Regions from separate parts of the Mus musculus genome. Here regions 2, 3 and 4 are each linked to region 1. A link is a contact called in public Hi-C and HiChIP or PLAC-seq data. All regions are on one chromosome and are shown on one strand. Each heading gives the region's core, a stretch centred on a gene start, on an enhancer-like site or on the middle of the called end of the contact. The rest is flanking DNA. Distances are from core to core; before and after follow the strand shown.

What was found. HiChIP or PLAC-seq counts read pairs in DNA pulled down with a chosen protein or histone mark. A called contact is a pair of places that touch in the nucleus more often than the background predicts.
Region 2: a RAD21 HiChIP or PLAC-seq map of pro-B cells shows a contact between it and region 1, with 5 times the contacts expected there. The contact joins two enhancer-like sites. A contact is called at or near these places in 2 of 15 datasets of contacts at CTCF or cohesin (large pre-B cells and pro-B cells), 3 of 484 Hi-C or Micro-C datasets (CD4 T cells, bone marrow-derived macrophages and cerebral cortex) and 1 of 115 datasets of contacts at active chromatin or transcription factors (acute myeloid leukemia).
Region 3: a Hi-C map of bone marrow-derived macrophages shows a contact between it and region 1, with 15 read pairs. The contact joins two enhancer-like sites. A contact is called at or near these places in 7 of 39 promoter capture datasets (the 3T3-L1 cell line, the C10 cell line, cranial neural crest and 3 more), 2 of 15 datasets of contacts at CTCF or cohesin (large pre-B cells and pro-B cells), 6 of 484 Hi-C or Micro-C datasets (the G1E-ER4 cell line, bone marrow-derived DN2 thymocytes, bone marrow-derived macrophages and 3 more) and 7 of 115 datasets of contacts at active chromatin or transcription factors (the 230-238 cell line, the HPC-7 cell line, effector CD8 T cells and 4 more).
Region 4: a contact with region 1 is called in a RAD21 HiChIP or PLAC-seq map of pro-B cells, with 11 times the contacts expected there. The contact joins two enhancer-like sites. A contact is called at or near these places in 2 of 15 datasets of contacts at CTCF or cohesin (large pre-B cells and pro-B cells), 3 of 484 Hi-C or Micro-C datasets (bone marrow-derived macrophages, cerebral cortex and neural progenitor cells), 2 of 115 datasets of contacts at active chromatin or transcription factors (acute myeloid leukemia and neural progenitor cells) and 1 of 9 other capture datasets (liver).

The regions. Positions count from the first base shown.
Region 1 is chr14:103,485,772-103,488,471 of GRCm38.p6, forward strand. All of the region lies in intron 2 of Gm34907 (a long non-coding RNA gene), which reads left to right. Among named protein-coding and RNA genes, the nearest start is that of Gm34907, 23 kb to the left of the region's middle. Within about 2 kb of position 1,285, at least 51 of the 459 cell types and tissues checked have an H3K27ac peak or open chromatin away from gene starts, as enhancers often do. A contact at or near this core is called in bone marrow-derived macrophages and pro-B cells, where this site is marked.
Region 2 is chr14:103,175,808-103,178,720 of GRCm38.p6, forward strand. Mycbp2 (MYC binding protein 2, E3 ubiquitin protein ligase) reads right to left here. Exons shown (of 85, transcript NM_207215.2): 53 at 1,449-1,523. Among named protein-coding and RNA genes, the nearest start is that of Fbxl3, 78 kb to the left of the region's middle. Within about 2 kb of position 1,659, at least 4 of the 459 cell types and tissues checked have an H3K27ac peak or open chromatin away from gene starts, as enhancers often do. A contact at or near this core is called in pro-B cells, where this site is marked.
Region 3 is chr14:103,113,765-103,116,883 of GRCm38.p6, forward strand. It overlaps Mycbp2 (MYC binding protein 2, E3 ubiquitin protein ligase), which reads right to left. Exons shown (of 85, transcript NM_207215.2): 85 at 1-471. The coding sequence ends at 356. Among named protein-coding and RNA genes, the nearest start is that of Fbxl3, 16 kb to the left of the region's middle. Within about 2 kb of position 1,412, at least 45 of the 459 cell types and tissues checked have an H3K27ac peak or open chromatin away from gene starts, as enhancers often do. A contact at or near this core is called in bone marrow-derived macrophages, where this site is marked.
Region 4 is chr14:103,154,428-103,157,542 of GRCm38.p6, forward strand. Mycbp2 (MYC binding protein 2, E3 ubiquitin protein ligase) reads right to left here. Exons shown (of 85, transcript NM_207215.2): 58 at 697-2,340; 59 at 319-488. Among named protein-coding and RNA genes, the nearest start is that of Fbxl3, 56 kb to the left of the region's middle. Within about 2 kb of position 1,469, at least 25 of the 459 cell types and tissues checked have an H3K27ac peak or open chromatin away from gene starts, as enhancers often do. A contact at or near this core is called in bone marrow-derived macrophages and pro-B cells, where this site is marked.

The DNA of each region.
Region 1 (2,700 bases), core at 35-2,534:
AGCAAGCCTGGTTACCGTGGTGTTTTTATTTTCATTCCGTGTGACGAGCAATTGAGGACAGAGGCCAGCTTCAATGTGGGAGTCAGAGGGAGGCGTGCAGGGAGATTGCACAACGGTACTCCGCCTAAATGCTGTTCTAATCCCCAAAACCTCACTTTGAGCCTGCTGTGATATATTTTCCCTCCTGGTGCAGCTGGCTGCCCCACACCAATTCCAACCTGGTGAAACCTGAAAACTTGAGTGTTAACCTTTCATTTGACCAAATCTAACCTGATAGGACAACTTTGCAGCTCACCCTACAGCGTGTAGACTATCAGACTGATGTCAACCTGTTAGAGACGCAGAAACGCGGGTCTCATCCCCATTCTAGCTGAATCAGAATCTGATTCATGTCAACACCCTCAGAGATGTCCTGAGGTGAGGTAGGGTCATAGAGCTCATTGCTTCAACCTATTAATAATAAAAATGGTGTGGTGCGGAGCAGACGAAGCTGAGCGAACCTGTATTGTTGACATTAGTGCAGCCATGTCAAGGACACAATGCCTCAGACCCTGGGGCATGGCAAGGCCTTCCCCTTGTTCTACAGATGGTAACAATGTGTATCATCCAGAGTTGTCTCATCCCAGATCACTTCAATATGAGACTGCTCCTCCACAGACTTTCTACCGAGATTAACTAGTCTGCCTCCTTTATCACTTATACACAACCAATGCACTGAGTTCCTGGGCTGCTGTGCACCACCATCAGAGCACACTGCTCACCCTGACACTGTTCGCCCCGAGGATGCCCGTCCCCACGTCGCCTGCCCGGACTCCACCCGCCCCAAGGTGCCTGGCCCCCATGCTGTTCGCCCCCACACCACCTGACCCGACGCCCCACGCTGCCCAACCCCCGCTTTGCTGTTGAGTTTATAATTTCTTCATTTTCCATTGGCCCACTAGATCAATCCCAAAGGCACACAGGTCATGGCATTGGATGTCTCTAGCTATTGATCGTAATCTTTATCCATGTTTTAGTGAGAACAAAGACTGTTTCTTTTTCCATAGCCAACCCAAAATCCCACTCTTCACCTGATGCCAAGTACTCCTAGGCTAGAAGAGTTAGTGACAAGCTTCGAAGCTAAATTCCAAGTTTCCCAGTTGCTTCTCTGAAAACTAGAATAAACTAGTTTCGATCGTTTGTAAAACAGAGATAATATTAATAGTATTTTCACGTTTAACCTTCCCGGGGCTCTTATGTACAACACATGTGATTCTCTGTGTGGTCAGCTCATTTTCCCAAGTTCTCTGGGTGGCTGTCTCCACGCAGCCTTTCAGGGAACCATAATACTCAGAATTCATGCAACTCAATTTTATGCAGCTTTTTTTTTTTTTTTTGAGATTTATTTTCAGAATGAGGAAGTGTTTCTCAGTTTCTGTTCCTCAAACTGGCTGCGCTTGGCTGTGTTCTAGTTCAAGAGACAAGGTACTTGTAAAGAAAAGATGTTTCTCCCATGGAACTGTCATTGTAGAAACCATTGCACCCATGCTGTAGTATAAAGTAGACTTTGCGTTTTGTTTAGGTAAAATATCTATAGGGTGTGGGATTGCTGTATTCTATAATTCTTAGCTGAGTATGCCAACTGCAAAAGCCAAAGGTGGAAAGAAAAGAGCTGTAATCATTGTTATTATTATTAATGTTTTAATTCTTATAGACCTTAGGTCCTACAGAAACTGTTCCATTTTGAAACTCATTGATAAATAAAACTCAGGTGTGATATTTTTCAGTCATTTTATCACTCAAAATTATTTTTTTCCAGAGTCTATTTCTGATTGCAAACATTTAGGACATTAAACACCATTGAATTTGAGCCTGAATTTGTAAAATCTCAAATTTTAAATTTTCAGAAAGACCAAGAGCTAAGTTACACTCATGCATTCCTTGTTCTCATGTAGTCATTCTATTCAGTTACTCAGTTAAGCATACAAAGGATTTTTAGGGTCATTTGACGTGCAAAAGTTCTGACTTTACAGAGGCACCACCAGCGGAGAGTGGTAGTCAATTTGCTTTTCTTGTTCCTAACAATGGTTCTTTAAACACATAGCCACGAATGGCGGCACACCACTTTAATCTCATCATTCGAGACGCAGAGGTAAGTTGACGTCTGTGAGTTCAAGGTCAGCCTGGTCTACAAACTGAGTTTCTGGACACCTAGGGCTACACGGGGAGATCCTGTCTCAATAAAACAAAACAAACAAAATAAATCAAAAGCCCCATGATGGTATATATGTTTTACAGATATGTCTTAAACTCAAATATGTTTGATAACTTTTCTGAGGCTAGGTGGGTTTGTTTGTTTGTTTTTCTGTCCAGTAAGAATAATCCCCCAGTTTGGAGATTAGTTGATAAAGCCTATCACAGGTTCAAGTTCAGGTTCACCATTATTGCCTGGGTACCAAATGAATTCTAAAACTTTTCCACATGTAAAACATGTTTCACAATACTCACTAGCATAGCAAAAGGGAGGCCATTCTCTCACCCCAAGTTTAGGCTTTTTTATTTTTCTCAGCTCCGGTGAAGAGAAGAAGTAGACATAAGACGAAGTTGTAACCACTAGGAACTCCCAGGGAGCTTATTATCATCTATAACAGAACTCTGAGATCACATTCCTTGATGGGGAGCTGGCAATGAAGTGTGGCCACTAAGTCATCTATGACTTTT
Region 2 (2,913 bases), core at 409-2,908, 310 kb before region 1:
AGTTAGAAAATAACTATAATGAGACACATAAATTTAGGAAAAATAAGAATAAAGTTATATAAATGATAATACTAGCATTACACATGATAAACTTTATAGCAGATTTTTTATTTCTACAAGTATCTTTATATTAGCAGATGTATATCTATTCAAGATTTTATATATATATATATATATATATATATATAGTACCTATAACCTAGGCCCCTCACAATATACTTTGTAAATCATCACCTGGTGGTAATAAAAGACCACAAATTTTTCCTGAAACAAATATATACTATGGCAATAATTTATTTACATTTATATATTACTGTTATTTACATATTGACAACTTACTGGAAATGAGACCATTAGTGACTCAAAAATACTAGATTTCTAAGTAAACTAAACTTAAATTAGGCATTCATAGATCATTTGTAAAAATCTGTATATATACTTCTATACATGTAAAGAGAATATTAAAAATAAATTTAAAGGTATAATAGGATATAAACTTTGAACAGTGCTAGTATAATCACAAGATTTTTGAATAAACATTTAAAAATTGCTACTTCTCAACAGTAAACTTCAGTAAGTATATTATGTCAGAGGAGGAAACTTTTGTGCTTTTTAAAGTTTCATGTTGACACTAAAAATAACAGCAAAATGCAATCCTGAGCATGAAAACTGCTTGAGTGTTACTCAGTGATCTATCTCCCGGGGTCATTAATTCCATTTCAGGGTAACCAAGGGGAGCTAGCATGACAAAGCTGATGCTCCTGACAGTCTGTCACCAAGGTCATACAGGAAAGTCTTAATAGACAGTTCATATTGTCTAATCATTATTGAAGCTATATAGAGTCACTAGAAAACTGCATTTTTTTTTAAAAGATAAAAAGTACTTTTGTATTAAGCCATATGAAATTAATTGGTGGACATAAAATTGTAACTGTGCATGTCATTCTTAAGTAATCTTAAAAGGTACATTTTTTTCAATATACAAATGTGGACCGTATACCAGACTATAAAATTGGTAAATTTCAATCATATATAATATATATTTATATTTATTTGTTTATTTCTCATTCAATTCCCAACCCCTTATCTAAAATAAATAGTCAAAAGGACAATTCAAAAGAACAGGCTGGGGCTGGCTGCATAGAAGAGCTTCAGACCACAGCACTACTCCCTATGTGAGGTCATGCTGAACAAAGTGAGTTGGAGCAAACTGTTGGAGGAACCCCTGTAGCTGGGCAGCCCCTCGAGCGAGCGAGTGCGCCTTCATTTAAAGCCAATGACACTGGAGGAAGAGGAGAGGGAAACGCAACTGCAGCACTTTGCACAGAGTTTTCCCCCAGTAACTTTTCAGTTTCTTAACTCTAAGCAAAGCCTCAAATACAATGTCAATCCTGTTGCACATGCTGAGACACCTGGAACATGCTTATTGTTCCTTACAGTTAACTCACCTGGGGAAAAAAAGCTTTGGAAGTCCATGAAAATACGTCCAAATCCCTGACTCCTTGGCTAGCATTAAAGATATTCTGAGCAACAAAGTTTAAGAAAGAAAGATATCAACAAGGAAAGGGAACAGAGGATCATCTGCAGAAGATGCGTTCACAGTGACATTTCCTGAGTTCCAGCGCCAATAGGAAATACAATTTTGCTAAAGTGAAACTGAAGCCACCTGAGTAAACCACACACCAAAGTTCTGAAAAATAAGGTTTGTCAAAAGCTCTCTGTAGATGTAGTGTGTCATGCCATTTATTAACATTAAGAGCAGATTTTGCTATTAAGGCTTAAGAGTCAGTGTAAGAAGAAAACCTTGAAACCCTTAAATGAGAACATTATTTGTTCTATTACAAGCCAGTTCTGTTTTATGACAGAAAATAATCTGTTGTTTTATAAAGACGTCAACAATGGAGACTACGTAGAAAATACAACTCTTACAAATAATAATGGCATGTATGTAAACCATCACTTTTAAAATCAAAATTTAAAAAACTTAACCCAAATAAAAAAATCATTAAAATATTTCCTCCCTATATAAATGAAAGAAGAAAAAGAAAAAGATAGAAATACAAAGAAAGATCTTAGCAAGTGTTTTCAAAAACTACTTGTAAAAAAATTCAAGAAAAGCATAAAGAAACATAAGCTTAATCTTTTATCAAAAGACAAATAACTCGTTCATCTCAAAGTTTAGGAAATCATAATCGTTCAGGATTTCCAAATTGAATTCCAAAGTATTTTGTTAAAGAACAATTAATTTGTGATAACACAGTCCTATTTTTCACAAACATTTTAATAGAAATTTATGTAATACATGTTTTGCACAGATACATCACACAATCAACCTATACTTCATTTTACCTAAAATTCAAATATAATCAATATGCAGCAAACATACCATAAATGTATTGCTCATGTAAAGACTGTGTTAAAAGGTTACTCAAGCAAGGCATTCAAATGTTAATTGAAATATATATCACTGATGACTTTAACATGAAATAATTATTAAAATTCTTGATCACTTATAGAAAAATAAAGATATTTGCTTCTTTATTTCCTTAAGTTATGTGTGGGTAGATACAGAAACATATATAGACATACATATACACCTTTATAAATAGTAATTATATAATATAAAACATGTAAAAATGAGTTTCTAGTAATGTGTCTGCAAATAAAGTTAAAACATGGAAACCAGAGCCATTATCCCCGAAATTTGGAATGCATGGTCAATAGGTCCTCTCTATTTAGGTAAAGTGAAATCTTTACAAAGCATTTAAAAAAGCCGTGCTGAAGGAAAATGATACACATATTGGATGGTCAATGTGTATGAAAATGTGTCTGTCAGTGGCTGTTCTCCCTGAGAACAGTGATGCAGATATTTAGATATAAAATGTCAATATTAAGAAGTATTTTCACATTTAC
Region 3 (3,119 bases), core at 162-2,661, 370 kb before region 1:
TTCTTTTTCTTCTTTTGCTTGAAAGCCAGCATCCTTCTCAGTCCATGAGCATGGAGATCCTTCTATATCAGTTATCTATAAATGTCCAGTGCGTCACAGGCCAGTGACGGGAATGGCCACATGCAAACACCTCACAAGTTTGATGTCTTGGTTCAAAGAAGATAAACCAAAATAAAGGGGAAACGTTCGTAGCAAGAATTATGTACACGGTATTTGGCATCATTCCTGCACTGTAAATGGTTCATTTTCGATGTAAAATGGTCCCGTTCTTATCCTGAGCAGAGCTTAAAGTTCACTGCATCCTCCCGGTGGATGAAGGTAACTATCCTCTCCATAGACAAAGGATCTGAAAGTTCTAAAACGTGTGAGCATTTCTGCACACGCCGCACCCGAGAGCAAACTCTTCCCCCGTGGGCGGATGAACAACGTGGAGTGGACACTCAGTTCCTTCTAGCTGCTTGCCTTTGGGACCTGTATACATTTTGAAGGAGGTTAAAAAAATGTAATTTTAAAATATGCACATAAATTTCATGTGAATAAAAATCAAGTTATTCAAAGAAATAACATGTCTATGAATTAACAAGCTAAAAACAATTTTCTTCTTAGTACAGATATGTTCCCCATGCAAGCTTCAGCATTATACACACATGTATGCATGTAACAGGAAGTAAAATGGCCCCCGACCATAACATCCTACCCAGGGGATCACTGAGCTAGAAAGTTTTAAGGAGCAATGATCAAAATCAGTCACAAAAATCTCTAACCTTAGTCTAGCAGAAAACTATTCTACATCAACAAATAGACAAACAAACCCAAACCAGATTTTTGTGGGGGATTTTTTTTAAAAGATTTATTTCAGGTATGTGGGTACCCTGTCTCTGTCTTCAGAAACACCGAAGAGGGCATCAGATCTCACTACAGATGGGTGTGAGCCACCATGTGGTTGCTGGGAATTGAACTCAGGACCTCTGGAAGAGCAGTCAGTGCTGACACTGAGCCATCTCTCCAGCCCATGGGGGGCGGTGTGTGTATTTTTTTTTACAAGTAAAATCAAACTTACTATAAATAAACCATGTTCACCTTTATCTACCTTCACTGAAGAGAAACTAATTGCACACTACCAAAATGGTAAGACTGACAATGCCATTTGTTAAGTATCTGAAGCAAAGTCCAGATGAGTTTAAAACATGAACATTACAATAACGTAACGGACTGTAGTCATCTGGAAACACTGTGGGAAAGACACAGGTTTGAAATCAAGAAGGCTTATACAAATGTCAAAGCAAAACCTGACCTTTTCTATCTAAATATCTAAATGATATGCTAGTAACGGCACAGTGTAGCTGTGTGATGCTCTTAACCAGCATTACCACAGACCCACCCTAACTTACTCTTGGGAGTGAAGTTGAGTAAGGACAAAGTCCTCCATGTAGCCCGACTCAGTCCCTCGCAGTGGAAGCCTTGGCCTGAGCTCTCATCTCAGCTTATGCCCCACAACTGTGTCCTTTAGCTCACTTACTTCTTTGCAAACTTCATCATTTTTAGAATTTTTATTTTAAGAAAATACAATTTCAATAACCAGTAAAAGTTGGGTTTTCCCTGATGACACTGCCTTTAAATTTTCTACTGCAAGTGGCTGTCCCCCAGGCTCCTCCCATGTCACAAGGCCTGACCCCAGGCTCCTCCCATGTCACAAGGCCTGTCCTGGCTCCTCCCATGTCATAAGGCCTGTCCCCCAGGCTCCTCCCATGTCATAAGGCCTGTCCTCCAGGCTCCTCCCATGTCATAAGGCCTGTCCTCTGGGCTCCTCCCATGTCATAAGGCCTGGAAGCATGATGGACTTTCTTTTGGTTCCTGTTTCTTTCCAGACTTTGATCTACAGCTTCTGCTGAGTGCTCTCCTTTCTCTCTGAGAAAGATCATCTCTGATTGTCTGTGGTCCTCACTGCATTCGCTGTTTTACGCCACTTCACTGCCATGGCTCTCATCTTTCTTGACAGTCAGCCTAACACCCTGCCTTTCCTCACTCCTCATCCTCACTGTCATGGCTCTCATCTTTCCTGACTCCCTAACACTCTGCCCTCTCAGAACAGTCTCCATTTGCTTCTTTCACAGTCTGCTACAAATTAATAAAGATCACAAACAAATGACAACATATTGCACATAAGTCAGAGTGTTGCAGGGTTATTTACCAGTCACCTGTTCATTCTCCTGGCTCTAAAATTTTGGCCCAATTCTCAACAGTGAATAGAAACTTGCCTTTTTTTTTTTTGCCTTTTTAAAAAAATCTATTTTTTGTCTATTTTATCTATATATTTTGTCTATTTAATCTATTTTTAGCCTTTTGCCCTTTTGTAGTCTCTTTGTTAGTGGGTATATAGCATGGTTAGGACTGCGGGTTGTGACTGAGGGTGAAGTTACTGCCCTGCTTGAGGGGACCTACCATCTGTATCCTAAGAAGCCATAGTGGGAGGGTGTGCTTCAGAGCTTCAGCAAAGCTACCATCACCATATGTGTGCGTGTATTTACAGTAACCACACTCAGCTCACATACAATTCTTCCTCCAATCTCATTTCTCTCTCCCAACCCATCACTTTTCCCCCCTATGATGCTAAGGTTCCTGACATCTGACATTCTTTTTTCAGACTCCTGGGTTTTGTGTTCATTTGTTTTCTTTGCCTGATCTCCAAGGACAGTGGTTTCCTCTGTATTTTTCGTGGATATTTTAGTTTTTTTAGCTTTCTGGTTCTAACTCTGCTGCCACTTCCTAGGTATTCTACCTCAAATCTTCTTCCTATTTTATGGAAATCTTCCTAAAGAGGAAAAAAAAAGACCCCAATAGCCCAAAACATCACAAGCTGGGCCTGATGGAGAGGCCTGTAATCCCATCCAGTCATACTCTGGGCAGAAGGACTGCAGGTTTGGGGCCTCTGCCTGGGCTACAGAGTGACTTTAGGCTAGCCTGGGCAATTTCCTGAGACCTTGTCATCAAGTAAAAACTACAAAGACTCTGTTCAGGGCTTGGTATTTGCTACTATATGCAAGGCACCACAGTTAAGTCATCTCCCTTCCCTGCCCCAAGAATTAAAACATAATCCTTTCCCATGATTCTGCCAAGAA
Region 4 (3,115 bases), core at 219-2,718, 330 kb before region 1:
TGGGATGATCCTAACTTTCCATGAGTTCTATGGTAGGGTTGGGTCTTAAGGAAAACACAGGAGAGAAAGAGGAGGAAAGCGAACAGGACAGGAAGACAGTGAGCTGTTCATACATCTGTAGTGCCGGGGACAATGATAAAGACGACATCACAAACATCCGTCAACATACCATTTGTATCTATCTGTTACATTAGAAACAGGTTACTTATCTAATATTGAATTAGTATTTCATTTTCGTTATATAAGCTGAATTTTAGTATCACTTACATACAACTAATCCATATCATAAATAATATAGCCTGAATGTAGTAAAAATACCTTTTCCCTTGCAGCGGCCTGTTTTTCACGGAGGTATTTTTCTCTACAGCGATCGCATACGAGGTACCAAGTGCTTCCTCCCATTCCCCCATCACCACAGTTACCAGCCCATCCTCCACAAAAATGCCCAATGCTATTGTATCCTTGTCCACCAGCATATCGGCCACAACCTTGAAAAAAAATAAGACATACATTTAACATTTTGAATGTCTTTGATTTTTCACTAGTGATATTATATCAGCAACAGGTGCATCTTTTCAAAGTAAAATCCCGAGCAAGTACCTAACTGTTTAAAAGGTGTACATATGTGATATAGTTCAGAGGATGTAGCTTATCAGGACTAAAGCATATATATACACACACCACAAAATAGCTTACCTGGGTGAGCTTGTCTCATGTGATATGTCACTGGGTACGGATGGGATTCTCCACACAGCTCACAGATGGTATCTTTCTCTGGCCCTCCTACAGCCAGCTGGGCCATTTCACCAAACAAATTGCCCCTTGGCCGAATTTCTGTCTTTTCTTTTTTCTTTTTTTCCTTTTTTGTTTTTTTATTCTCTTTTTCACATTCTTTCTTTTTAAGGACTGCACAGGAACCAGGACTTGGAAAAATCATATTCTGGGAAGCAGCTTTGATTGTAGCCAAAGAGATATCTTCCCAGAAAGCCACTAAATGTTGTAATGTTAAAGGAAGTGGAGATTTCGACTTCATTGTGTGATGCATGGACATTTCAAAAGTGGCTTCCGATTTCCCGTCCTCACATTTTTCATGGAGAGGCGGTTCCTTAAGCATGGACAAGACCTTATTTTTGTTGATACTACCCATCTTGGATATATCTGGGCCATGAGGTGCAATGTTAAACATATTCAGAGCAGACGATATTTCCAATGAATGTCTATTTTTTAACTTGATTTCCTTTTCCTCTGTGGGTGGTTGGCTATTCAAACTACTTCTTATAGGAGCATGTTCTTTGGAAAGGTCAGGATTAAATTTCAGGAAGGAAGAACAAGCCATTGCATCATGTACTATGCCTTCATGCCACAAAAAAGAGGCAAAGACGGCTCTGGCACACTCAGCCACAGACGGGGACATGGCTTGCTTGGCTGGTTCTAAAGATTTGGTTCCATCTCCTTTGAAAAGGAAGTTAGACTTTTCTTTTTTGGGCCTGGTGTGTCTGTTAGCACACTTCCGACTTATTTTGGGTGATGCTCTCATTTCCTGTTCATCTTTCAGCGGTGCTTTGCCTATGCTGAAATGCACTTTATTTGAACCTTCATCCACACTCTTCAAGTCACCGCTGTCATCGCAGGTGCTGTCCGTGACACCATTTGTTTTTAAAGTACTTGAAGTACAGACTTCAACTACCTCACTGTGGAGGTTTTCCTGCACTACGTGGGGAGAAGGGGCTCTGTTTTCAGACCCTGGGGAGTCTTTAGGATCCTTTGGTACTGGTTTTGGTTTTGGTGATGTGGACCGCCCCCTTAATGGTTCTGTGAGGGGCATTTTCTTCTTACGGAGGGTATCTGGATCAAGTGTATATGAGTCTGACTTGGAACGTTCCCGAGGTGGGTCAAGTTTTGTCTTAGCAGGAGCTGTGCTTTTCTGAGGTAGATTTTTATCCTGTGGTGAGGAGGAGCGTGGAGAGCTTGCACCAGATGGGCTAGACCTGGGAGTCGGCAGAGGCTTGGGCTTAGGGGAGGATGACCTCGAGCCTGGTCCTGGGGATTCGGCCCTGAAGCCAGAAGACGTCCTCCCATCAGACTTCAGTGTCTGCAGAGTGTTATGGTTAGGGGACAGGGACCTACTATGGGAGTCTGACCTCAACTTTGCAGCATCAGATTTTAACATGAGGGATTCACTAGCAGATAAGCCTTCTGTCCCCCGTGGCTTCTTCTGGTCAGCAGGAGTCCGGCTCACATGCCCGTCGGGTTTAACTGACCTGCTGTGCTTAGAGGGCAGCTCTGACTTCCCTGATGTGGACACTGGTCTTGAAGATGTTGAGATAGTTCCTCTGTCACCTGCATGATCCATTTCACAGTGAACTTGTTAATAAAATGCAACATAAACACTAAAACAGAAAAGCTACAAAATTTACGCTACTTATCACATATACAAAACATGTTAAGAATAAAATGAAAATATTTTCCATAAAATTTCTACTCTATCATTACACATGCTACAACAATACATGTTTATATGAATAAACAGTATGTATTCACCCAAATGAGCTATTAGTGTTACATATATAAACCACAGCCCTTATGCAACTAATTAGAATTTAAATTCAGCAAGAGACAAGAAAGAGAATAACTACTTTAAAAATTAAATTTTGAAAAATATCCTCCATACAAAAATAATCAAGTTACGATATTCAGGAGAGTGAAACTTAGCATACTTAGGGTAACAGCATAGGTCTTGTTGAACAAAGAAACTCAATTGTATTCAATTGTAAAAAATAAATACAATTAGGTTAGTGAAGAGCTCTATACAGGAGACATCGTAGTTTAATGTCTTGATTACAATGAAATAATAAAGTATGGAAGTCCTAAAGCTGTTGTGTATTAGCATGTAAGCCAGTCACTCTCTCTGTTATATGAAAACAGTGCTCATCTTAAGATCTTAGTAGCTTAGCTGACATAAAACCATAGGATCTTCATCATGAGTACTACAAGTCTGAATTGGGCTCTTCATGCCTAGAGAATAACAGAAACAAACCACAACTACCAAAAAATCCAAAACCTCTTTCTAAGGCAAATCCCTAGATAATTCTACACAGATACCATTTGGTTTGGG